Linked DNA regions of Mus musculus: regions 2, 3 and 4 are each linked to region 1. Evidence: chromatin contacts called from public promoter capture Hi-C data. All regions are on one chromosome and are shown on one strand. The core of a region is the stretch at or near the end of the contact, and the rest is flanking DNA. Distances in the headings are between cores, read along the strand shown. Region 1 holds the start of Slc40a1 (solute carrier family 40 (iron-regulated transporter), member 1). Region 2 holds the start of Tpp2 (tripeptidyl peptidase II). Region 3 holds the start of Bivm (basic, immunoglobulin-like variable motif containing). Region 4 holds the start of Gulp1 (GULP, engulfment adaptor PTB domain containing 1).

The links. Promoter capture Hi-C pulls out the DNA fragments that hold promoters and counts their contacts.
Region 2: a contact with region 1 is called in a promoter capture Hi-C map of liver, with 5 times the contacts expected there. The contact joins the promoter of Tpp2 here to the promoter of Slc40a1 in region 1. A contact is called at or near these places in 3 of 39 promoter capture datasets (liver and neutrophils) and 1 of 115 datasets of contacts at active chromatin or transcription factors (astrocytes).
Region 3: a promoter capture Hi-C map of liver shows a contact between it and region 1, with 7 times the contacts expected there. The contact joins the promoter of Bivm here to the promoter of Slc40a1 in region 1. A contact is called at or near these places in 5 of 39 promoter capture datasets (cranial neural crest, frontonasal cranial neural crest, hippocampal neurons and 1 more) and 1 of 9 other capture datasets (pancreatic islet).
Region 4: a promoter capture Hi-C map of stem cell-derived epiblast-like cells shows a contact between it and region 1, with 3 times the contacts expected there. The contact joins the promoter of Gulp1 here to the promoter of Slc40a1 in region 1. A contact is called at or near these places in 4 of 39 promoter capture datasets (the 3T3-L1 cell line, cranial neural crest, hippocampal neurons and 1 more) and 1 of 484 Hi-C or Micro-C datasets (uterus).

What each region holds. Positions count from the first base shown.
Region 1 is chr1:45,922,616-45,928,413 of GRCm38.p6, forward strand. It overlaps Slc40a1 (solute carrier family 40 (iron-regulated transporter), member 1), which reads right to left and starts at 2,979. Exons shown (of 8, transcript NM_016917.2): 1 at 2,606-2,979; 2 at 2,102-2,169. The coding sequence starts at 2,648.
Region 2 is chr1:43,931,858-43,937,655 of GRCm38.p6, forward strand. Tpp2 (tripeptidyl peptidase II) reads left to right here and starts at 2,137. Exons shown (of 29, transcript NM_001310540.1): 1 at 2,137-2,396. The coding sequence starts at 2,232.
Region 3 is chr1:44,117,502-44,123,299 of GRCm38.p6, forward strand. Bivm (basic, immunoglobulin-like variable motif containing) reads left to right here and starts at 2,467. Exons shown (of 10, transcript NM_144558.4): 1 at 2,467-2,773. It overlaps Poglut2 (protein O-glucosyltransferase 2), which reads right to left and starts at 1,272. Exons shown (of 10, transcript NM_023645.3): 1 at 817-1,272. The coding sequence starts at 998.
Region 4 is chr1:44,548,265-44,554,062 of GRCm38.p6, forward strand. Gulp1 (GULP, engulfment adaptor PTB domain containing 1) reads left to right here and starts at 3,407. Exons shown (of 11, transcript NM_028450.3): 1 at 3,407-3,608. It overlaps Gm39635 (a long non-coding RNA gene), which reads right to left and starts at 3,193. Exons shown (of 3, transcript XR_865406.1): 1 at 3,116-3,193; 2 at 2,045-2,446.

The DNA.
Region 1 (5,798 bases), core at 1,729-4,228:
AATGTCATTATACTTTGATATTTGTTTACATGCCAATCTACCCACGCAGAATCTGAGAATAAGTAACCACAGTAATTAATCTACTTAATAACTGGCCATAGAATGGTTTCTGATGCGTGCCCAACGCTACTATGGGCATCAAAACTTCAGCAGGATACAAAACACACAGGCTTTCCATTGCTATTTTTGTTGTTAAAAGTCCATACTAAATTAAATTATAAACGCCTGAACAAAAGCATCTACTTCTTACTTATTTTGTACTCCAATGGTAGCATAAAATGTATTGATCCATTAGTAGACAGGAATTCAGAAATTAAAAACCATACAATTCAACACAAACCCAACTTCAGAGAATCTTCTGTCCAATTGCTTTCTATATCCAATATCTAAGAAATCATGACTTAGCAGTGCTGTAAAATGTATATACAATATTTTATTTATAAATAATAGTTAAATAGAAATATAATTAAATAATATATAATAATATTTTATATACACATATATGTATATATACACACATATGTATGTATATATTATATATGTATATATATATATATATATATATATATGTAAACAGAGTGACCCACAAGATACGAAGGACATAAAACAAAATTAGCAATCCTTTCTTGCATTCCTTTGCAGTGAGGAATAAAATCCGACCCACCCTTCTATGGCTTCCAGTGCTATTGTTACTTTTCATCCCTCTTTCTCCCGAGGACCTGTCCATTTACTTAATTTACTATTAGGTTTCAACAAGCATCTTTCATTTTCTTTTGGAACTTGCTTTAAATTTTCTGACGGAAGTCTTTTTCAAATTGCCCTGGAACACACATAGCTCCTCTCATGTTTCTGGAGCCTGACACCCAGTCTGTCACCCAAAGGTCACATGAACCTGGAAGTTAATCAGTGCTTAGAAGCGAGGCACCTGGTTGTCCAAGGGGACTTCAGACACGTCCATTACTGGTCCTTTTAATGCTTATTATGACATTAAATTGGGAGAACAAACTATTGGTTTAGATGTATAAAGGGTTCTTCACTGTTTTGTTTTGCTTTTCCCCCTTATACCCATCTTCAAAGCAAACTCTAGCCAATTCCACTTTGTTTATTCATTTATTTGCAAAATCACCCCCTTTGTAAGCATTCAAAAAGATGGGAGCTTCCTTTTCTAAAAAGTTATCTAGGACTGCTATTCCTTAGAGAGCCAACAACCCAACTTAATTTCCCAATGGCATAGGGAATACATTTCCTCATGATGGTTTCCATTCACGTCTTATAAATCAATCAATAGGGGATTTCATTAAAAAGAAATTAGCACTTCAAAATATTCTTTAGAAATTCATTTTCCTTATTTGTAACGCACAGAATATGTTTATGCTTTTAAGCAGTAAGAATGATTGTTTAACCCGACAGTTTCTAATAATTATCCATTGAGCACAGCCAGCCTGCTAATGAGTATCGAGGAGTTGATAGAGGATCCCAGGCCAGCAGAAAAACTGAGATTCTCCCATAGGAAGCCAAAGGAAGAACTGTGAATCCATAGCTAATTTTCATTGGGTGGTGGCTTTTAACACTACCCACAAATTAAGTAGCCACAGATAACAACTTCGAAGATTAGAGCTGTTATCATTTAGATGTTTGATCATTGATTAGGTATACTTAAACTCATCTTACAATACTATTGTAATCCTATTATGCCAGTTTTCGCCAGTCTACCCTTGTACTCTGTTTCTATAATGCTGCATGCTGGTACCAGACGTAAACCCAAGAGGGCCCATGAAATACCTTTCCAGTTCAGTAGGAGGCCCAGTTAGAATTTACCAACCCTAGTAACTATGCAAGTTTTCCTGTCCTTGTGGATCTTGTTTCAAACAGTTGTCGGTCTATGTAAAGCTTTAGAATTTCACTATTAAGTAAAATTTACTAACACTCATGGGAAACATCTTTGAAGAAAACAACGTTTTTGTTGAAACATGTGTTTTAGAACGATTTATTTACTTAACGGAATGAGAAAACTGCAAGTTCTCCAATACAACTGTCTCCGATGAGAGTAAACAACAGCTTGTGCAACGATGTCTCAAGAACTGTGTGCATTCTCACTTACCCAAGTGGAGAGAGAGTGGCCAAGGTAGAGGAGGAATTTTGCTGAGGTCAGGTAGTTTGCTAAGGATCCTAGAAAGGCACAGAGAACAAGTTAAAAAACGTGTTTAAGCACCCCAATGTGCTCAGATTAGAATTTGCTTTTGGTCGTAATTAAGTCTGATTTTTTTAAACAGGTCACTTACAAGACTGATGCATTCAGTTTACTTAATAGCATCCACTTAAGATTCAGCGTTGTCTCTTGGTCAATAACCGCCCCAACTTCAGGCAGTGAAGAAACTCTTGTTTCAACATTCCTTAACTTTGGTGGGGTTTGTTTTTTTAATGCAAGAAATTTCACCCTGCCCAGGTTACTCTATCCCTGCCTATATGTAAGTTCTTTTATTCAAACTATGAGTTTATATTCTTCTTCACCCTCCATCAAAACCCAAGTCAACCCTCATGGAACTACATCTCCCCGTCCCCACCTGCATTCCCACCATTTGAAACATTCGATTACTCAACTCACCACAGCATCCTTCCTGATGGGTTTGATCTCTTGCCTTGGTCATGACACCAGGCGTTCTCCCCTTGTTTGTTCTGATGCTGGTAGCTTTAGCTGCTCTTGCCCGGGAGCTTGTTCACAGGAGTGAGAGGAACCGAAGATAGCACCAGTATAAGCACAACAGCCTTATGCCGAAAGACCCCAAAGGACAACTAAGGCAAACAACAACAGCAAAGCTGTCACGGGGTCTTCTTTTTGTCTTCTTTCCAAACTTAGCTAACACTGTAGCTGAAGTTGGAAAGCCAAAGCCTTATGGGAGCGGGTTGGAGGATCCACCGGCCGCAGGAGACCCCGAGCCTGCTCTCGCCGCCGCCGCCGCCGCCGCCACCGCCGCGGGCAGGGCAGCGGCTTATAGGGAGCCGGGGGCGGAGCTTGAGAGAGCAGGGACCGCCCTTCGCGGCTGGACGTCCAGGTCCGCGCCAGCTACGCTCCCACCGCCCTCCCAGGAGGCGCAAACAACCTGCGCTTTGGCTGGGCTACCGCAGGAGAAGCCAAGGGGTGACCCGCACAGTAGGACGGGGACTGTATGCGGACCCCGAGGGGACACTACAGAAACATTTTGCACAAAGTCGTTTGGCAGGTGCTAGAAGGAAGCTCTTCTCTCTGGCCACCAGATTGCCGGACAGTCCCTAGGCAAAGCTCAGCGGGAGCTGGCGCGGAAAAAAAGGAGCCTCCCACCCTAGCTACCCTTCGGAATGCAGGTAGCTAAGTAAATACAAGTCATGTCCGGCCTGCCTGCGGCGCAGAATGTTTTCCTTCTCCGAACTATAGAGAGGGCTCTCTCTCAAAAGCTGCGGAATCAAAGCTCAGGAAGCAGGCTCAAAGATCACAATGTAGCCCCGCGCAGCCCAGTGATCGAACGCAGGCCGCCTTCTGTGCCACAGGCACTGCAAGGAGGCAGCGCCCTTCACTGTCCTTTCCCTCTGAGTTCTAACCCTAGCCGCTCCTGCCTCTTTGGCTACTCCACAGGCTCCAAGTGCTGAAGGGAAGTAACCAGGAATACCGGTTGTCCCAGTTGGGACCCTGGGTCTGGCCCCGTGCAGATAAAGCCCTTTTGGTAGCCTCCTGGGGGGACAGGTGAATACACACCAGGTGTAAGCCTCTAATGACCTCCGTTTCCTCCCCAGGGCATACCTGCTTCTTGTGTCAGCCCTTCCCTTCCCTTACCTTTGTCAGGTTTGTCAACACTTCAAGAGTGATCCTAAACATTGAAACTCCAACCGGCTTGCACTCTTCCAGCCCTGCCAGAATGACACCTGGTAATGAAGAGAGCCACTCATGAGCACAGGCCTTGTATCTGGACTCTCTATCAGAAGCCCCAAAGGTCTTTGCGGGCGGGGTGCAGCTGGATTCGTTAGGATGAGGTCTGCAGAACCGAGATAGGGCTTTGCTACTGCAACCGCTTTTTGTCCTTTGCAAACCTTTCTCTCTCCTGACACACAAAACGTTTAAGTCCTTTCTCCTCTATCGCAGGTTCGGGTATGTCTGCTGAAGTTGCAAAATGGGGTAGTATATCCAAATGTCTTTTGGAGTAAACCTAAAGTGTGCTTACATGAAGCACTTAGGAAGGGATCATCTAGCAAGTTCTGACGGTTTCTTTCTCTCTGTCTCTCTCTGTCTCTGTCTCTCTGTCTCTCTGTCTCTCTCTTCCCCCAGCCCTTCCTTCCTTTCCTTTAATTTTGTTGATCTTCAGAATACAAACTATCCTGATTCCCTGCACGTATGTGCCAATAACAGGATCTCCATGCCCTTTGCATTAAGTACAGTGTGCCTTAAGAGCTATCCCCCACATCTAGTCAGAAGACTCTGAGAAACAGGAGCTCAGTTGATGCGTGCTTCAAAGTGTGATGTGTTCTCCATTGTCATCAATGGGGAGCTTCTGTTCCCCATTGTCACCAAGGAGTCCTCAGAAGCCCAAACTAGGAGAGTGCTAAGAACAGGTGGGGTCCCACAGTGAAGCAAGCAGCAAATGAGCAAGATTCATAGACAGAAAAAGCATTCAATATCTGAGGACTTGGCCAGGGCTCCTATCCTAGTCGTTGGGAATGAATAGTTAGTGTATTGTTGGAGCTCATGACATAGAAGGAGTTAAAATAGAAAATGGAATAAAAATTCTCAGAACGCTTGGAGTACACAAGTGACAGAGTTTCCTGGCCTTGACATTCCAGATTAGAAAGCATAGCTCAGTCACAAGACACCACTGGCTCTTCCTCCTACCACAGAAACATTTCACTGATTGAAAAGTAAAGTTTCATCCAAAAGCAATGTTTTCCCTCTCAGAACAGAAAATATATAACTTTCTTATCAATGTAATCATAACTAAACAAGTCATGCATGTTTTAAACCAGTTTTCAAAAACAAAAAATAAGTGCCCCCCAAAACTATTTCTCAATTCATTTCAATATGATATTTATGAGACAGAATCTAAGTTACTCATACCAGCTCTGAACTCAGAATCCTTCTGCCTCAGCTTCCCCAGCACTGGAATAACAGGCGTGTGTCACTATTGAGCTGTTTAAAAGTCTGTTAGTTTTAAAAGAGCCTTTTAAATCTTCCAGCCAGAATAAAATGTACTCTGATTGGAAGTTGTTAACACATATTTATGGTTGGGGAATAAAAGGACTTATTCCTTCCTTTCAAGTTGTGTTTTTACTTACCTCCAGGGCCCTCAGTTGCCTCTTCTGCACCTGCAGCTCTCCAGATCAAAAACAGCACAGGGAATGGCCACTACTCCACAGCCGTGAAGACAAATGAAAAGGAAAAAACACAGTGGGGTTATCATCCACTGTTACAGGAAGCCTTAGCTCTGAGGACAGAGCTCCCATCAGATGCAAAGCTTTAACAGTACAAAGCCACAATTCTGTTCAAGTGCCTTTCAAGACTGTCTGAGACTTCTATAAGCTTCAAACTGAGTAGACTCTTGAGAAATTCAAATTCAGGGTCTTACTTCAAGTCATAGACAACGAACAGAAAGATGATCATCATCATAACGCTTTATTTTGGTTGAGTATCCCAAGAAACTCAACCTTGGCAAGCTTTGTATAAATACGTGACCTCTCCTCCATTCTCCTCATACATCTCTAGCTTTAAAAAATGAATGCATAATATTTCAAAAGTATATATTTAATATGTAATATACATTATTTACATTATATAT
Region 2 (5,798 bases), core at 887-3,386, 2.0 Mb before region 1:
AATCAACCAACAAGACACCCCCCCCTTCCCCCCCAGAGCTCCCAGGAACTAAAGCACCAACCAGAGTACACATGAAAGGACCCATGGCTCCAGCTGCATATGTAGCAGAGCATATATGCCTTATCTAGCATACATGGAGGGAAGACCCTTGGTCCTGTGGTGGTTCCATGCCCCAGTGTAGGGGAATGCTAGATCAGTAAGGTGTGAGTGGGTTGGTGGATGGGTGGGGGAACTCGCTCATATAAGCAGGGGGCCAGGGGGATGAGATAGGGGGTTTGCTCCAAAGGGTAGCAGCTGATGGCTCTGATTTTATAAGAGACATACACGTGGGAATCTTATACTTATAACTAGAATAGCCTGGTTTTTTTTTTTAAGATTTATTTATTTTATGTATAGGAGTACACTGTAGCTGTCTTCAGACACACCAAAAGAGGGTATCAGATCCCATTACAGATGGTTGTGAGCCACCATGTGGATGCTGGGAATTGAACTCAGGACCTTCAGAAGAGCAGTCAGTGCTTTTATCCGCTGAGGCATCTCTCCAGCCCTAGAATAGCCTGTTATAAATGGAAATATGTCTAATTCTCATCAAACTTCTAGGGAAAAGCTGCCTTTTCTTTCCTCCCTTCCCTCCCATCCCATTTTTTGTTCATTTTAATCTTAAGATTTACTCATTGTTTTCATCAACTTTGTAATTGTAAGTTAACTTAATCCAAAAGAAAAAATTAACATTCTGATCCCAAGAAATTCTTTCAAGTTACAATTTAATATATTTTAATATATTTGCTCATAGAGCAAAGTATGAGGAGTCAATGGAAATGCTGTGGTTTGAAACAAATGGCATACACGGGATTCTAGGAACCTGCCTCTTAAACTGGAGACCATAGAAATGCACAGGGCCCATGATTGAATAGGAAAAAATTATTTTCATCCTCCACATGTTCTTAATTATGAACACAGGCAACCTTTGTTATTAAAGTGTGTAGTTTAGATATATTCAAATGCCATTTACAATTGTTTTCCAATTTAAAAATAACATTAGTTATTAGACTTGACGATGGCTCTGTTATTTAATTTTAAAAAGAGCACACATGTAATTACTTACATATATGAAACTATTGCAATACAACAAAAATTAAGTTGTTATAATTCTTTCAACCGTCTACTTCCTGTATAATCCTATATATTTCATCTTATGCATTTAAAGACATCTCTGTGGTAAGGTGTCTTGAGTTTGTCAATGGGATAATTAAGATTACTCTGGGCGCCTTCTTGCTGCTGGGACTTTTGGAGTAGACACAGCAGTCGCTGCCACTAAAGAGAAGAATTACCACACTTATGGCTGTGGTTCGGTGCTCAGTATTTCAGAGGCCTCCAGGCAGGCTACACACTGAAAAAACGTGCAGAATCTCTCACTGGTACAGAGTAGATTTGTCACAAATAGGAAAATATTAATTCACCCCCACAATATTCTTAATTATGAATGTTGGCAACCTTTGTTACTGGATAATCTGTGTAGTTTAAATTTCAAATGCCATTTACGATTGCTGTCACTGTGCATCCTAATGGGAAAAAAACCCCGCAAACTATGGCTCGGTAACTGTGTTACAAAGAGGAACTTCACTGGAGAAAAGGCAGGTATTTTTCTGAAATTCCGGATGCCAAGGGTAAGTAAGCCACGAAGACAGGAGGGAGCTCATTTCTGTCACGTGTTTTGCTTTGGGGACTCTGGCGACAAAACAGCCGACAACCCACTTCCTGTTGACTAAACAGCACCTCACCCTGCCAGAAAGGCCGGGCCGCTAAATCTGAGACTTCCGCGCTCGACTTTACAGGCTTCCGGTCCGCAGCGGGTTAAGCCAACCTCGGCGGCGTCGCGAGGATCCCACGCCTCAGGCAGACAGCCCGTTCCTCTCGCTGCTTCTCACGGAGAGTGACAGCTCGGAAGGCAAGAACCTCCCTCCAGTGCGTTGTCATCCGCAGCAGCGCACACTCCGTTCCAGCTCTGCAGCCTGGGTAACATTCCCTCGTCGTGACTCGTAGCGGCGCCGTTAGCTTACGTTGAAGCGTATGATTGGCTAGACACCTCTGACCGCACACGATTGGGTACTGGTGGCCAGGCTCCGCCCCTTCCCCACCTCCGTCCCGCGGTAGCCGGGTGTCCTCGCGCCGCTCGTCCGCGCGCTGCCTGGCAGTTTGCCTCTTCCTCGTCTGTCCTCCAGCTTGCGTCCATGGCCACCGCCGCGACCGAGGAGCCCTTTCCTTTCCACGGTCTTCTACCAAAGAAGGAGACCGGGGCCTCCTCCTTCCTGTGCCGCTACCCGGAGTATGACGGGCGCGGGGTGCTCATCGCCGTCCTGGACACAGGGGTCGATCCCGGGGCCCCGGGCATGCAGGTGAGGCGGCGCCCAAGGGCCCGTAGCCCAGAGGGCCGAGCCTGGAACAAGGCGGGGACCGGACGGGCCGGGGCGGCCCGGACAGCTCTGGGAGACCTCCAGGCCCTGTTCCCTGTCCACACAAAAGCGGTGTGGTCAGCGTGGCTGTTCGGGATCGGGGGCCGCGGGGAAGCTTTGCTGGTCAGCCTGGGCGTTCCAGGCCCCACACCTCTTCAGGGTCCGCACCCGACCTCGGCATGGGAAAATTTTACAGTTTTATAGGTCTGGGAGGGCGCGGGAGCGTGGGGGGCACCAACGATAGGGGTAACAGCCTTGAAGAGATCCTTAGTGATGTTTAAGAGATACTCGTTTTGGCAAGGCCAGCAAAGTGAGTTCCCAGAATTCGACCCAGTCCGCTTCCGGAATGGTTTCTTCTGATACTTTTGTTCTATTTTTAAGTTATTTGCTGGTGTTTGTTCAGGGTCCTTGAAATCTTTTGGGTTAGTCTTTTTTTTTTTTTTTTTTTCAAAGGGCCCGACTAATTTGTTTCGGGCGAACTTTTCAGGCCTTATAAAATGTGCATTTTAAACGAGAGAACATACTTTGATTACGACTTCCTAAAAATGACTTCATTTCCTTTATTCAAGTTAGAAGTCTTTAAGAGCAGGGACCTTACTGATGTTAAAAAAAAATGCCTGAATAAAATGTATTCTGTGTTTAAATAGCCTCTTACTAAAACCCCCTCATAAGTACTCTCTAACCTTTGTTGAAGAGCTTATCTGACTAAAACTAGAGTTTATTTACCCTCTTTTCGGTCCGTGGTCAGTTTATCAAATAGATAGATTAGATCACATTGATACCATCTTATCCTTGTTCCTCACAAAAGAGGGATACTAATTCCTCTCCTCCTAGCCCTTGATTTGTTTCCTCCAATCTTTAGTTTTCTCATTGTGCTGCCTAATAATTGACATAAATGGATGGGAAGGTAATTGACGTACATGTTAGAGGTTATTGGAAAGGATAGGAAAGAAGCCTGTGTGGACACTCTGGGACTCTCAGGGAATCCTGCTTCCAAGTGTTTGTTACTTCTTCCCCTTTCTGGTGCACACCTGAGCCCTGAAGCACACAGTGTCAGAGTCTCTGATTAGAAGTTCAAGTGACTACAGTTATTTTATTAATAGTAATTGCTAAGGTTTAAAACTTGGTAACAGCAATGACACGTTGTGAATTTATTACACAGTGGAAGTGCTTCCCAATACACAGGAGTGTGTGTTTACTTTTTGTAGGGTGTGGGAGAACAACTAGGGTAAGTGGCTCACTAGTTCTTAGCGTTAGAGGTTCAGAAAATCCTGAAGATTTTGGCGTAGTACTACTCAGTGGACATTTGTAGAATTTTTGGTTCTGGTTAGAGTATTTTGTTTCTGTAAAGTAACAGTTTTTACCCCATAGGATTACTTGATAATTGAGCAGCCAACACACATGATTTTACAGTGCTAAAGTGTTAAGTACTTTTTTTTTTTTTTAAAGTCCTGAATAAACACTAAATGCTAGCAGAAGGAGTTCATGTTGGGTCATTGTCTGAAGGGAAAATATGCTTGATATTTACACAAACATTAACATTTAGTCAATAAAACATTGAACCAAAAGAAAACATAAGATCATCCAGCATTTATTCTCAGATTCTAAACATGATCTTTTGTTTAAATTCAGCAAGGAACTTACATGGGTGACTTTGATTTTTTTTTTTTTTTCTTACCTGAGGAAATTATTTTGTAGCTCTGTGTGTACATCATTAAGGTAAAAAGCAAATAGAAATAAAAAGAGAAGGAGGCCTTTCTGGCTATTTGAGTTGTCAAATGGGATCTAAGTAAAGGACTAGAGGTTACAAATGAGAACTTGGAGAAACCAGCCAGTGTCTCCTCCTTTAACTTCCTTAGACCAAGTCCTTTTTTGTCACAGCTTCTGGGTGTATGCAAAGTAGAGGGCAGAGTCAGGTGTGATAGCACACTCCTGTATACAGACTGCATGAGGAGATTAATAATTACCTAAATGTTTAATATTCTCTCAGCAACCATTCAAGTACCTAGTATGTGGCTACAATTCCATTGAATAATGAAGTCCTGCAAACTATGACTGTTATAGAGATGCAGTGAAAATGACAGGAAAACTGACTGAGATCGTGAGTGAGTTTCCTGACAAGATGAAATTTGGTTTAAGCCATATAGATACAGAAGCAGTGCTCACTGCTACTAATCTCACCACTGATCCATGGTTTGCTTTTCCAAACCTACTATTTATCAAGAGCAAACCAAGTATCAACATCTTTGCTCAAAGTTTGCTTTTTTAATAAAACTCTAAAATTTCAAATTTTATTATAAGGCCCTTCCCCTACTAACGCTAACCTTTGAGTGTAGCCTCAGCAACACCCTTCACTCCTATACTTCACTCTTGAATATTTGATTTCTCTCTTTCCCAGGTACCCAGATGTCTCAGGTCCTAATACGTGTGTTTGCATGTGGTGTTTAAATTGCCCAACAGTTTTCTATAGTCACTTGCAAGCTGCTGCTTCATTCTTTTAAGACATCACAGATTTAATTCAGCCCTTTGCCTGCTCTACTGTTAAGGTCTGTGGCTTCAGAGAAAATATTTCCACTATTACCGATTGTATTTCCTACTTATCCCAAAGCTCGACTGCAAAATTTTCATGTGGTTTTTGCCTTTACATTCTTTTCTATCCCTCAATTTTGTGGTCTCTTTGAAAAATCTCCAGTGGAGCATATGTATTTTGCTTGCCGTGTGTGTGTGTGTGTGTGTGTGTGTGTGTGTGAAGTGCAGGTCACTTCTTATAAGTAAAACTTATGGAAATAGTACATGGTAAATAAACCATTAAATCCCGTCTGGCTTTTTTTTCTCTTACTGTTTTTGCTCACATACTGATAATGAGGATTTATTTTACTAGTTTAATATGATTTTGATACTTACTTTTTTTCCTGATTTGTGGTATTGAGCCTTCTGGTTATCATCAGTCTTCTAGTATAAATACTTAAAAAAAACTAAAGAATTGTTGTTCAGAAAAAGAATAGCTGAACCTGTCAGGCCCTTTGAAGCTTCATACTATCATGCTCTCGTTTTTTTGTTTTTTTTGGGGGGGGTGTGTGGTTGTTTTGTTTTTTTGGTTTTTCGAGTCAGTGTTTCTCTTTGTAGCCCTGGCTGTCCTGGAACTGACTCTGTAGACCAGGCTGACCTTGAACTCAGAAATCTGCCTGCCACTGCCTCCTGAGTGCTGGGACTAAAGGCGTGCGCCACAAAGCTCTCGGTTTTTCAAGGTGACAGGACAAAGAGTTTGGTGTGGGATCCACCAGCTGTACCTTCTTTGCCCTATCAAGAAAATAAATTCTGTCCTCCTATACGAGCCACTTCTTC
Region 3 (5,798 bases), core at 1,217-3,716, 1.8 Mb before region 1:
CCAAACAGAGCACTATCAGTGTACTATTATTAATTCATAACCAACACAGCTGGCAATTTGTCATTTGTAACATGTTTACTTCAAGGATGACCTTATTTGAAAAATTGTTCTTAATGGCTTAAAATACAATCCAGTACTGTGGGGCTAGGGAGATAGCTGAATGGTTTAGAGCATTTACCATTATGTAAAAGACTTAGTTCAGTTCCTAGTATCCATTGTCCTTAAGGCTCACAACTATCTGCAGTTTCAGCTCAAGGAGATTCAAGGCCCTCTTCTGGCTTCCTCCAGCACTTGGGTGTGAGTATACACCCTACCCACATCATGTAATTAAAATATTACTACTAATAAAAGTCTAACAAATATACCAGTACTCTAAATTATGTTTAGTTATGGGGGAAATCAAAATAACTGGTCATCATGTTAGTAACACAAGTGTTTTGGACTGAATATTCCTGCATTTTGAATGCATTTAGTTTCTAGTGTTTAGTTTTCCCATTTAAAAATAACGGAGATTTGTTTAGCCTCAATTCCCATCTAAACAGCCAAGAAGAGAGCTGTTATTTTAGCAATATTATTTACACTATACATATTTCAGAATTATTAAGTCACAGAGAAAAGTTGATTTTGAAGGAAAAGTCTATTATAACCAGATGTAGACAGCACTCGAGAATTCTGGAATGTAAATGGACAGCAGTAAAGACGAGTCGGGGCATATAAAGATGAAGGACAAAACCAAAATAAACAACAGGAACAAAAACCCCTCGAGTTATTTTAAACCGCGATCTCAAATAGTTGAGGAGTCATTTCTCCACTTACTGTTCCCCTGAGGTATCCACCGCCCGAATGTAGAAATAGCGGGCAGGAAGGACCACGTGTGCTTTTAGCCCGGGTCCCCATATTTCGCTCTTCTCTGGGCTCAGCCTCCTCTCTCCGCCGGTCTGGGCAAGTGCTGGCACAGTCCCCAGAAAAAGGCAGGAAAGCAGCGAAATGCTGAACATTTACAAGACCGAGTCTTGGAAGATCCACGAATAAATGCAAACGTGCTAAGTGGACGGAGCTAGCCTGGGTAGGTAGGAGGACGGTGGTCAGTCCTAGCAGCAGTCAAAGTCCCTAAAGTGTCGCTTGACGTGCGGGGTCCGCGCGTGGGACTATGCTGTGCCCAAGAATGTCACAACCCGAGCGGTGGCATGTCCAGGAGAAGGATGCCACACGTTCTGCTGAACCTGGTTAAGAACCGCAGGCTCCACTTTCTCCGGACAATGACAAACTTGTGTTACTCTTGCCACTAGAGCATCACTTTGGGAACGAATCCGTCGCAAGTTCTAGCCAAGGTGAGAGGAGAAGGATTGGCCTGCGCTGTGACCAGTCTTAGTAAAGTCTTCTGCTAGTGGATGAGTGGGTCAGAGTGGAAAACGCGTCCCGGGCCCCTTAGCTTCCTGGGATATGTAGTCCGCCATAGGACTAGCGGAAATCCTGCCAGGAGTTCACCCCCAACTACTTTCGTCCCTTCCCTCCGTCCCTCACTCTCCCTCCTCCTTTCTCCCCCCCTACCTTCCTTTCTACTTCTTTTTTCAACTTTGGAGCACGGCTTTCTGGCAACCTTAAATACTACAGTTGCGCAACTAGCATGTCTGGAGTCACAGCAAAGATTTCCCAACTTATATTTTGTTCAAGGTATCCACCGCAAATGGCAGGTATATAGTAAACGCTGAAAGGGAGGCTAGGTGTTATCAATGATACCCAGTCACTCGGTGCTATTCTTGTGCGCTCAATGGGACGAAAGATTCTGGGCCTTGGGTAGGAGACTTGAGGATGCAGATCTGGTGTTGCCTTCCAGCACCAGAGTTCCGGGACCCAACAGGAACAGAGGTATTCCCCAGCGGAGGGCCTAGCCCAGGCACTGCGGTGCGCTCCGCCTCTCCGTAGCGCCGTCACTGCCTCGTTGCAGGACAACCCCCACCCCCACCCCCACCCCGCCGCGCCCCTGGAAGGATCTGGGTCGAGCTGAGTCTCTGAGGAGAGATGTAAGGGATAGAAATCACCAGAAGAAAGCTCGGCCTGAGGGGGGTGCATCCGTGGGTATCCCTGTACTCTCTTCAGGAGCGGGTCTCCACGCTGCGCTAGCGGATCCCAGGCACCCGGCCTGCAGTGGCCATCCTCTCTTTGCACCCTCGCTTCTCGGCCAGTGAGGTCAAGAGGAGTAGCAGGCTTTGTCCTCCCTCCACGGGGTAAGGGGCGTGGAAAACATAGACGGCCTGGTTGTGAGCCAAGGCAAGGGGATTCTTTTTCCCCCTGCCCCCCCCCCCCCCCCGCTATTGTTATTATTGGTGATATAATCATTCATCGCGGCCTCCCCTCCCAGCTCTCAGGCTGTCACTGTCTGCGTGCCACCAGCCTCTCCAGTCCCTAGCGCGTAGGAAGCGGCCCCCTTCAGGCCTGCGCGCTCCCCCTCCTGGCGAGCCTTTTCTTCCGGCTGGGAGTGAGGGAGCAGGCCGGGAGGAGGTTACAAGGCTTTAGATCTGGTCTTGGCCAGTGGGGACTAGGGACGCCTGGCACTGGGTTGGCCACCGCAGGACAGTAGTGGGAACCCGGCACAGTAGCGCTGCAGCAGTTGCACTTGCAACATCCCTGCTCTCCCGGTTCTCCTCCACCTGCACCTTTGTCACCTTCAGGTGCTTCGGAGCCTCAAAGAGGGGGCAGTGGGAAGTCTCCTGGCTCCTCAGAGTCTGAACTCCAGAGGGCATCATGTGCTGCATGAATCTCATACTCACAGGTAGGCCTCCCAGGTCTGGTCTGGTAGTCTAGGCAAGGGCGCTGATAGAAAAGGGGGGCGGGGGGGGCACCTGGCTGCTGTCTTAGCAGCTCTTATCAATCCTCAGCAAAACACTTTTCTGGGTCTCAGTTGCTTTCTATGCAGAATATTGATTATACTGTTTGTGATATGTGGAAGGCTTTACTGAGATTTTATTGGATGTCTAGCTCTCTACTGAATGTGATACTTCAGCATGTAGACACGAAAGGCACATAAATGGAAAAGAATAAACTCAGGCAATCGATATCGGTTTTGCAAACAGTATGTTTATTTGACAGAATTGTTCATTCCAAAGACTTTCATAAGTCATTCCTCTAGTGCCGTCCTAGAAGCTTGGGGTTTATATTGCTTATGAGATACTGTGAATAAATTGAGTGGTATTCCGCAAGTCCTAATATGTTAATCAAAACGAGGGAGAACAATTTCAATAATGCCTAGTGCATTGTAGACACCTAAAAATGTTTGTTAGACCTGGCTTCTACAAGACTAGGCCTGGAGATGCAATTTCAGGAAAACTAGACTTTCAGGAGTTAACCATTTGTGTACACACACACACACACACACACACACACACACACACATTTAGAAAGCTTAATCATATTCTAGAAAGAAAAGTTCCTCACTATGGATAGGGTATCTGGCCTAGTTAGAACAGCAAAAAAAAAAAAAAAGTTCTTCAGAAAGTGACATTTGAGTATAACTTTGAAAGATGGATGAGAATGAATAATTAGTAAGGGGCTACAGGAAGACAACATTCAGAAAACCAAAAAGTAATGTGGAAGGACAGAAGAAGGTATGTAGGGTAAGGAGTTGATCTTTTGCTTCAATAGCTGAGGGCCTTAGGCAGAAAATTTCTATGAGGATATATATGTAGCAGACTTTACTCTTTGATGTCTATGCAGGGATCAGACTAGAAAGAACAGCTCAAAGGGTGGGTGGCATGAAGTTATAAGCATAAAGATAAAAGCAGATATAAACCCCAGATAGCTGCAGATACAGTGCTGGACAATCAATCAGCCTTCATAACTCCGTTTTCCCTGAGACTACCATTGCATCTTACTAGAATAATCTATGCCTGTAATGGTCTTGTTTCCAGTAGTTGTGGCTTTCTTCATTCTAAGAAAGCAGGCTCTGAGTGAAGTCCTAAGGATACCATAGCAGAAGCCCTTCAGAGTTTAACTACAAAGGGTGGAGATGCAGATCAGTCACGGGATGCAAAGAAGTAGAGTGCCAGCATGGGTTCTGGGTCATTCTTTTTCATTTTCTGTGAATATCTTCTGATATTTCATAATTTTCTACAATATACTTTGTGTCATCAAACCTATAAATATATGTATTTTCAGAGATATTCACATAAAACAGTGGTTCAAATGAGGAAATGTTGATATCTTTCATTTTCAGTGACAACTATGTAAAATCTTCAGGTAGATGGCAGGTTTGTTTGTTTTTTTTTAAGATAAAATGAGAGCAAAGAGATTATTTTTATTCAGTGACCATTGCTTAAAGCATACAATCCAAAACCAGATGGTTGCATGTTTTATAAATCAAGTGTTTTACTCTTAACAGCTTCATCTCCTAGCAATTTCCATTGTATTTTTTCATTCATAAATGAACCTGTTTCCCTTGGCAATGTTATTTGGTTAGCTTTGGTTATTTGAGCTAGGGTCTTGCCCGGTGTGTACTGGGCTAGATCAGAAGTAGCTGTGTAGTTTAGTCTAGAGTAGATCTTGCAGCAGCTCTCTTGTATCTGCATCTTGAGTCTTGGAATTACAGAAATGGGCTACCACGTTCTATTTTGACCATACTTTTTTTCTTTCCATATGTTCCAAATGAGCATAAAACCATCAAACTCTGGTACATTGTACTAGTCCCATAGGCAAAATTATATTCAAGGTGAGCGAGGCAGTGATGGCAAGGTAAGGTTAATGTCGGGTTGTGATCTACAAAAGGTAGAGCCTGGGGTGCCTGGGATGTACTGAATCAAGCTTTCCCACTGCCCCAGCTGACCATCTGTTGTTTCCTATCGTTCCACACCCAACCACAGACACATTATACCCCTCTACCACACAGCTTTTAAAGAAGAACGTGAGCATCACAGACAGGAAGTGGGCAATGGAGAAGTGGAGAAACTCAGTGCTCAGAGGAAAGGAAGCAGTGTGGTCTGCAAGCCTCATGCACTGTACATCCTTTGAGTCTTCTTCCACTGTCACCATCACACCGCACACAGAATGAGGACAAAGGAGAGAGCTCAGACACTACTTGTACACACACTAAGACCTTTTTACCAAACAGTATTTGAAAGGAAAGCACTGCAGATGCCAGCTTTGGTGATAATGTACTTGCATCCTGTGAGCCACTGTTAACTGAAGATGAGAAAAAAGCGGACGGGAAGTTGTGAGAAGGTGCATCTCATAAGGGGAGCTCACTCTGCACAGATAGGAGTTCCTTCCTAGGACTGTTTCCCCTTAGATTCCATAATGGTGAAAGTGCCTTCACCCCTTCCATTCAGAAGATACTGGAGATTCCGGTTTATCATCACATCTGTTCGTTAGAGACTCAGACAGGCTTGTGCCATTCAATTCTTTTATAATGGTTATTAAACAAATCATAATCTGTGATTATTTTCATTTCTGATGAGGAGAGAGATTAATAATGGATGGGTTTAGTCTCTCATGCACTGCGCGGTCACTGGAGCCTGGAAAGGCAGATCTCGCCCTGCATTTGGTGGTTGGTGAAGGTGATTTGAACTGTGGAAGCCTGGCTCTAGAGGTTTCAGAGAAGAATTTTAATATGTAGCCATAATATTTTGGTGAAGAATGTGGCTGCTTTTTTGCCCTTGTCTGAAGAGTCTACCGGAGGCTAAGGTGAAGAGATTTAGATTAATTCCTTTGTTAAAGGAAATCTCAAGACATCCTGATATAAATTCTGTTGAGTGGTTACTAAACTTCTCTCTTACAAAGACTGTTTTAATGAAAAGAAGCAAGCT
Region 4 (5,798 bases), core at 2,157-4,656, 1.4 Mb before region 1:
TTTTCTGTGTAGTAACTTTGACCTGTCATAGATAGGGAACACAGATCTAAATAAAGAACGAACTCAGATCTTCAGGAAATGGTTTTAATCAGGCAATGAGGACAAGGCTGCAAAGGAGACTCTTACTGAGAGGGGAACACCGGGTTGTAGCTCCGAGAACCCAGGCCTTAGCTCTCCAAAGGCAGACCAGTTTCACCATGGAGTTTAGTGAGAAAGGGGTTAAAAGTCCTTTTAAAAGCTAGTAGAGGCAAATGAACAGCTAAAAGAACATGCTCTCCAGTAGTTTGTAGACTGGAGTTTATAATGTTCATCTCTGTAATCAGATACTTTCTTTTGGTCCTATATTTAAGAAGAGTTGTTAATTGAAAAAGATCTGCTGTTTCTTAATCTAGTATATTCTTGGGAGTCTAGTATTCTATGCTAGACTAGACTCTATGGAGTCTAGTATTCTAGTATTCTAGAATCTTTTACAACTGCATTAAAATACCCAGTATTTACAGGTATTCTTAGGTGATAGCTATACTGATAAAATCATTATGCAAATGGCATTGCTTAATTACCCATAATTATTCATGAATTATTTACGATTATTTACAGAAAAAACTACTATACTTGTTTTCAAGTGTTTTTGTTGTAATTTCCTTCCTTCCTTCCTTCCTTCCTTTCTTTCTTTTTTTTTTTTTTTTTTTTTTTTTTTTTTTTTTTTTTTTTTTTTTTTTTTTTTAGGGTTCTGTGTATCCCAAGCTTTCCTTTAACAAGTTATATGCCTAAGATAATGGTAAACTTCCTATTTCTATCTCCTGAGTGCTGGGTTCACTTGTGTGTGTCACCACATCTATTTTTATGGTGCACATTAGACAAGGAGCCAATAAAATGAGCTACATACTCATCCTCTCTGTTATAGTAATTTCAATGTATGCTTATTTATTTTGATAAAGGGGAAAGCAAGCAAGGAAAAAAGAAAGAAAGAAAGAAAGAAAGAAAGAAAGAAAGAAAGAAAGAAAGAAAAGAAACCCACGAGCCAAATTCACGCGATCTAAACGTGGAGTCAGGAAATCACCTAACATCTCTGACCTTCCTTTACCTTAGGTTCCAAACAAAGGAGTTTGCTTAGACTACATGATCTCCACATTGTTTCTGTTGGAAATACTGAGAGGTTGGGTCTTTTTAATGCAACAAGTATCCGAAAAGGCTCACTCACTTATAAAATGTTTGGAGAGGAATTTCCACTAGCATATCCTGTCTCTTCAAATTACAGCAAAATATGATGGAATGTTTAAGAACCTTTTTTTTTTTTCTGTCTTCTTTCTCTAAAACTCGTCTATTTTAACCCCTGTACACTTGACTGCCATAAACTATAAATAACACCTAAGTCTTTTCTCCTATTGTAATTGGATAGGTAACAAGAGTGTCCTGGAAAAGAGAAAGAGTAAGAAAGGGGTCTGAAATGGATTTCGGTCCCTCTGCTGCCTCTGCCCTGGCTTGGACTACATCATGTTCCAAAGCACATCGATATTTACGCATGTTAGCCGTGTAAACCGCTTTATATCTTTCCCCTTTATTTTTACATCCGAACTAAAATTGGGACAGCTAAATTTTAAGGATTATCTTCCCAGAAAGGTTCTCAGCGGTCCTCTCACGCTCCAAGATTCTCTCTTATGAGGATGTGTTCTTCTTCTTTTCCCAGTCAGAAGTTTACCAGGCTCATTTAAGAATAGTTTGCTGTGGCTGGGTGTGGTGGCGCATGCCTTTAATCCCAGCACTTGGGAGACAGAGAGAGGCGAATTTCTGAGTTCAAGTTCGAGGCCAGCCTGGTCTACAGAAAAAAAGGAATGGTTTGCTGTTTTCCTCTCAACTCCACACCATTTCTGTTCTGAATTCTGAGGTAAGCACAGAAAGATTGCTAATAAGTAGAATGTGGCTGTCGAGAAAGTTGTCCTATTATTTTGGAGGGAGGGTGTTGGAGTAGGGGGATGTAGGGTTGTGGGTCCCAAGTCCACTCCACTACAGGGCACCGGCGCTTGGGAATCTTGACAGGACTTACCCCACACTGTCCCTGGGTGGGTGTTGGGCTGCAGGGAAGCCACGGGACTCTGCTCCGGGGGTGGGGAAGCACAGCCTGAGGTGCAGGACAGCCAGAGCTGGCTTGGAGCTCCCCAGGCCTGTGATAAGACCTGGTCTTCTGGTTCTCAGGCTCTTGGACATCCAGGTGCGGCTGGAAGCTGAGGAAGAGCTGAAAGCAGAGTGGGGGCCCGAGGGTTGGATCTAGCCCAGGGCCAGGGTGGGGGAAAGAAGGGAGGAGCTCTGGCTGGTCTCAGGGGAGAGTCCTTGGCTTGAGTTTAGCTTGGGCTTGGGTCCTGGCTGGGAGCACAGAGAGGCCTTCTATGGAAGATTACACAGTGGCTCTGTAGACAAAGGTCATCTCCGTGTCTCCCTGCGGCAGATCCTGAAGAAAAGAGGCAGTCCTTGGTTTTAAGGCATTTATTGTCATGGCAGAAAGTGGATGTGTAAAACCATACCCCCCTTCTCAGGGTGGGCCTGAGATTAAATACCTTTTACAGGGAGAGTACCTCATTAAAATAGAGATTAGATTTGAGCCTATGTGACCACAGGTCATATCCTCTACCTGTGGAGGGGCTTGGGGAGTTGCGCTTATGTAACTGATGACCACAAATCTATGGAGGATGGAGGTGGGGCTACAGCTAGTGACAGAGGCCTGGTGTCCAGGAGCAGGCAAAAACTCCTACTGTCCCTTCATGGTCTCCTGGGCATTTAGCCTTAGCTCAACCAGGGACCAGCTACCTTTCACCGCCCCACGGGGGGGAGGGGTAACGTGCAAAGATTCAGACAGAGTTTAAAAGAGAAAGAAAGAAAGAAAGAAAGAAAGAAAGAAAGAAAGGAAGGAAGAAAGAAAGAAAGAAAGAAGAGAAGAGAAGAGAAGAGAAGAGAAGAGAAGAGAAGAGAAGAGAAGAGAAGAAAAGAAAAAAGAAAAGAAAAAGTCTAGTCCCTGCAGCTGCGTTTCACGAGGCTGTGGAGAGCCCTCCTCACTTATATTTATGCCCTTTCTGTGTCACTTTCTTTTTTGTTAAACCTCAGAGGTGTTTTAAATTCTTACCAAACAGCATCTGTGGGAGGAGGTTTAAAAGGAAACCTGGAGCTGTGGAAGTGGGGCGGGGCCGGTGTTTTCTCTCCGTCTGAAATAAGAATGGACAGCTTCTTCTGGAAACCGGTTTCTTTCTGTCTTACTCCCTAACCTCTCCAGGTCTGCCTTTAAAAGCAGGACAGTTCTGCATTACTGCAGAAAACCCCACCAGCGTCCCTAGTGCGCACACAGAGCCGGAGTTTTCTTCTGGCCGAGAGGGGGAGCCCGGCGATCCTAGCCCTCAGCAACCGGGAGTCCCGACCCAGCCCCTGCCGTCGCCAGCACCAGTTTGGGCTTCAGCGGATTAGAAGGAGGGAGAGGACCAGAGCCCTAGGGTCCGGAGCCCAGTGCCTTTCGAACCTGCACAAAGTTTTCCTGTGGGATACGAACACGCGATCGTGGGCCACGGTTCCCGGAGCTCCTGTGCCTGCCCCAGCCCTGCGACCGCATCCCTCTACAAGCCAGGGTAGGAAGCGGGAGCGTCTCTGGTCCGGCCAGCTATGGCCAGGTGGCGCGGAACCAGGAACAGACCCCGAGAGGAAAGCGCAGTTAGCAGGAGGGTGAGGAGGGCACCGGGCTGCGACCGCTTATAGGTTGCGCAGATTCCGACCCCGAGGGCACAGGGAGTCTGTGGGCACTGAAAGAGGGACCTGTTGCTGCAGGCGGGGGCAGTGAGGGAGGAAGATGGGGCCACCCAGGGACGCCAGCCCTGTGCCTTCCCGCCGCATCCTCCCCTCGACCCAAGGAGGAACTTCTGGGCGAGGTGGGGGCTAGCAGGCGTCGGGAGCAAGCGGTGGGGGGACGCTGGACCATCCCGCCCGCTGCGGGTGCATGGAACAGAGGCTGCTCAGCAAAAGGAGGCATCGCTGGGTCAACTAGGCGACCCGAGAGCCAACTTCCTCCAGCTTGGTCTCGCTTTGTTTGGGTCGCTGTAAAAATGTGGGCAGCGGCAGGGGAGGCGGCAAGGAGCTTGTGACTGGGCCGCAGATACTTTAAAGCCCTACGTGGGTAGGGCCCCCACTCTCGGGCGGTGTCCATGCGGCTGCCCTTTGGCTAGGCCGGTCAGATCCCCGCTTCTGCGGGCGTTATGTTAGTGGGACTCAGCTTGCCAAGCTTGCTTGCTCTGGTCCACCTCCTGGTGGTGGCCCAACTGGCTCTCTATCCTGGGGCTGCTGGGCTGATTTCCCTGTTTGCAGGAGGGAACTCTGGGCAGTCTAGTTTTCTTGGAATGTGTTTACAATGTAGAATGGGACTTGAACAGGAAGCTGAACGCTGCAGCTAGAAATAGCGTGCCAAGGTAGAGTGAGGGAGATACAGCTGCTGTTGGGGAAACTCTCAAGTGTGGGCTGGCAGTCAAGGAACACCCCTACCTCACCCCGACACACACACACACACACACACACACACGCACACGCACACACACACACACAGCGTCTTAGTTTTTCTTGATGGAGCTTGTCTTTGTTAATAGACATTTACGTGCGATATTTCAGTCTGTTTGACAACATAATATCAATTAGGAAGATTTAATAACTGTGTATTCTGTCTGCTTTTAAAAATGCTGCACCAACATTTAAGAATGAAAACTTTCTAGACTCTGTCAATTCTATTAATTCTAGGGCTTGCAGAGGCCAGGATACCTATGATTTTATGTAGTCCATATGGCTGAACAGGTCGTAAAAGAGTACGAATTAGAAAACAGAGTAAACGATGAGAGGTGGAAAATCCTGAAAGGAATTGGATTTTTTTTTTCAGTTTTGCAAATTGCCTGGTTGCTCTGCCAGCCTTTCCCTCCTTCTTCCTCATAATCAAATAGCTAGAAATTGCTAGAAAACCCACCGAATGGGAGAGTTTGGACGCTGGTGTCTGCAAGCTTTTCTAGAAACAACGGTGAGACTAAGGTACTGCTTCACTGCATAATTAAACTCTCCTTGAGCTGTCCAGGAGCATTTCCCAAGTTTTTAAGACTGACAAGAAAAGAATGGAAGAATCTGGCAGGCAGCCAAACTAGACTGAACTCAGTAGGCAGGCCTGAAAGAGACTCGGGAAGTTGCAGGGCATAATTTGAATGGCTTGGTGGTGGTACTGGGGCTTAAATAGGGGGGTTCTTTTAAAATGAAAACTTTAAATGACTAAGAGTCTTTGGGGAAAAAAATAAAAACAAAAACAATTGACTAAGCATAGAATGCAGTTGAATATCAAGGAGAGTTAAGAAGGCCCAAAGGGAAGTGTGGTCCTTTCCACCCTTGCTCTGAAATAGCAACAGTTTGCGTGTGCTTACCCTGTTACTCGGTCTTCTCCAGATGCACCTTGTTAGCTGCCACTTCAGTCCTTCAGGCCTTGACCTTTCTTCTTTGTTTTCATGGCCAGTAAGAATGAAAGACCAGCACTGAGCAGATGGTTTTCCACCTAAATTGATTAATTCAATTAATTTCAGATAGCTTGGATTTGGGATCATAGAATTAAAGGGGAAAATTCATCTAGTATGTCTTTCTTGTATTACAGAAGAGCCCCCATAATAAACAAATCTTCCTCCTTTCCCTGAAGCAGGATAAATCAGGGTGCAAACTTACTGCTCCTTTCTCAATTCCAGGCAATCTAGAAACCCTGAGCCTTATCTGAAATTCAGACCCTTTTCTTTATTATCTTTGCTTCT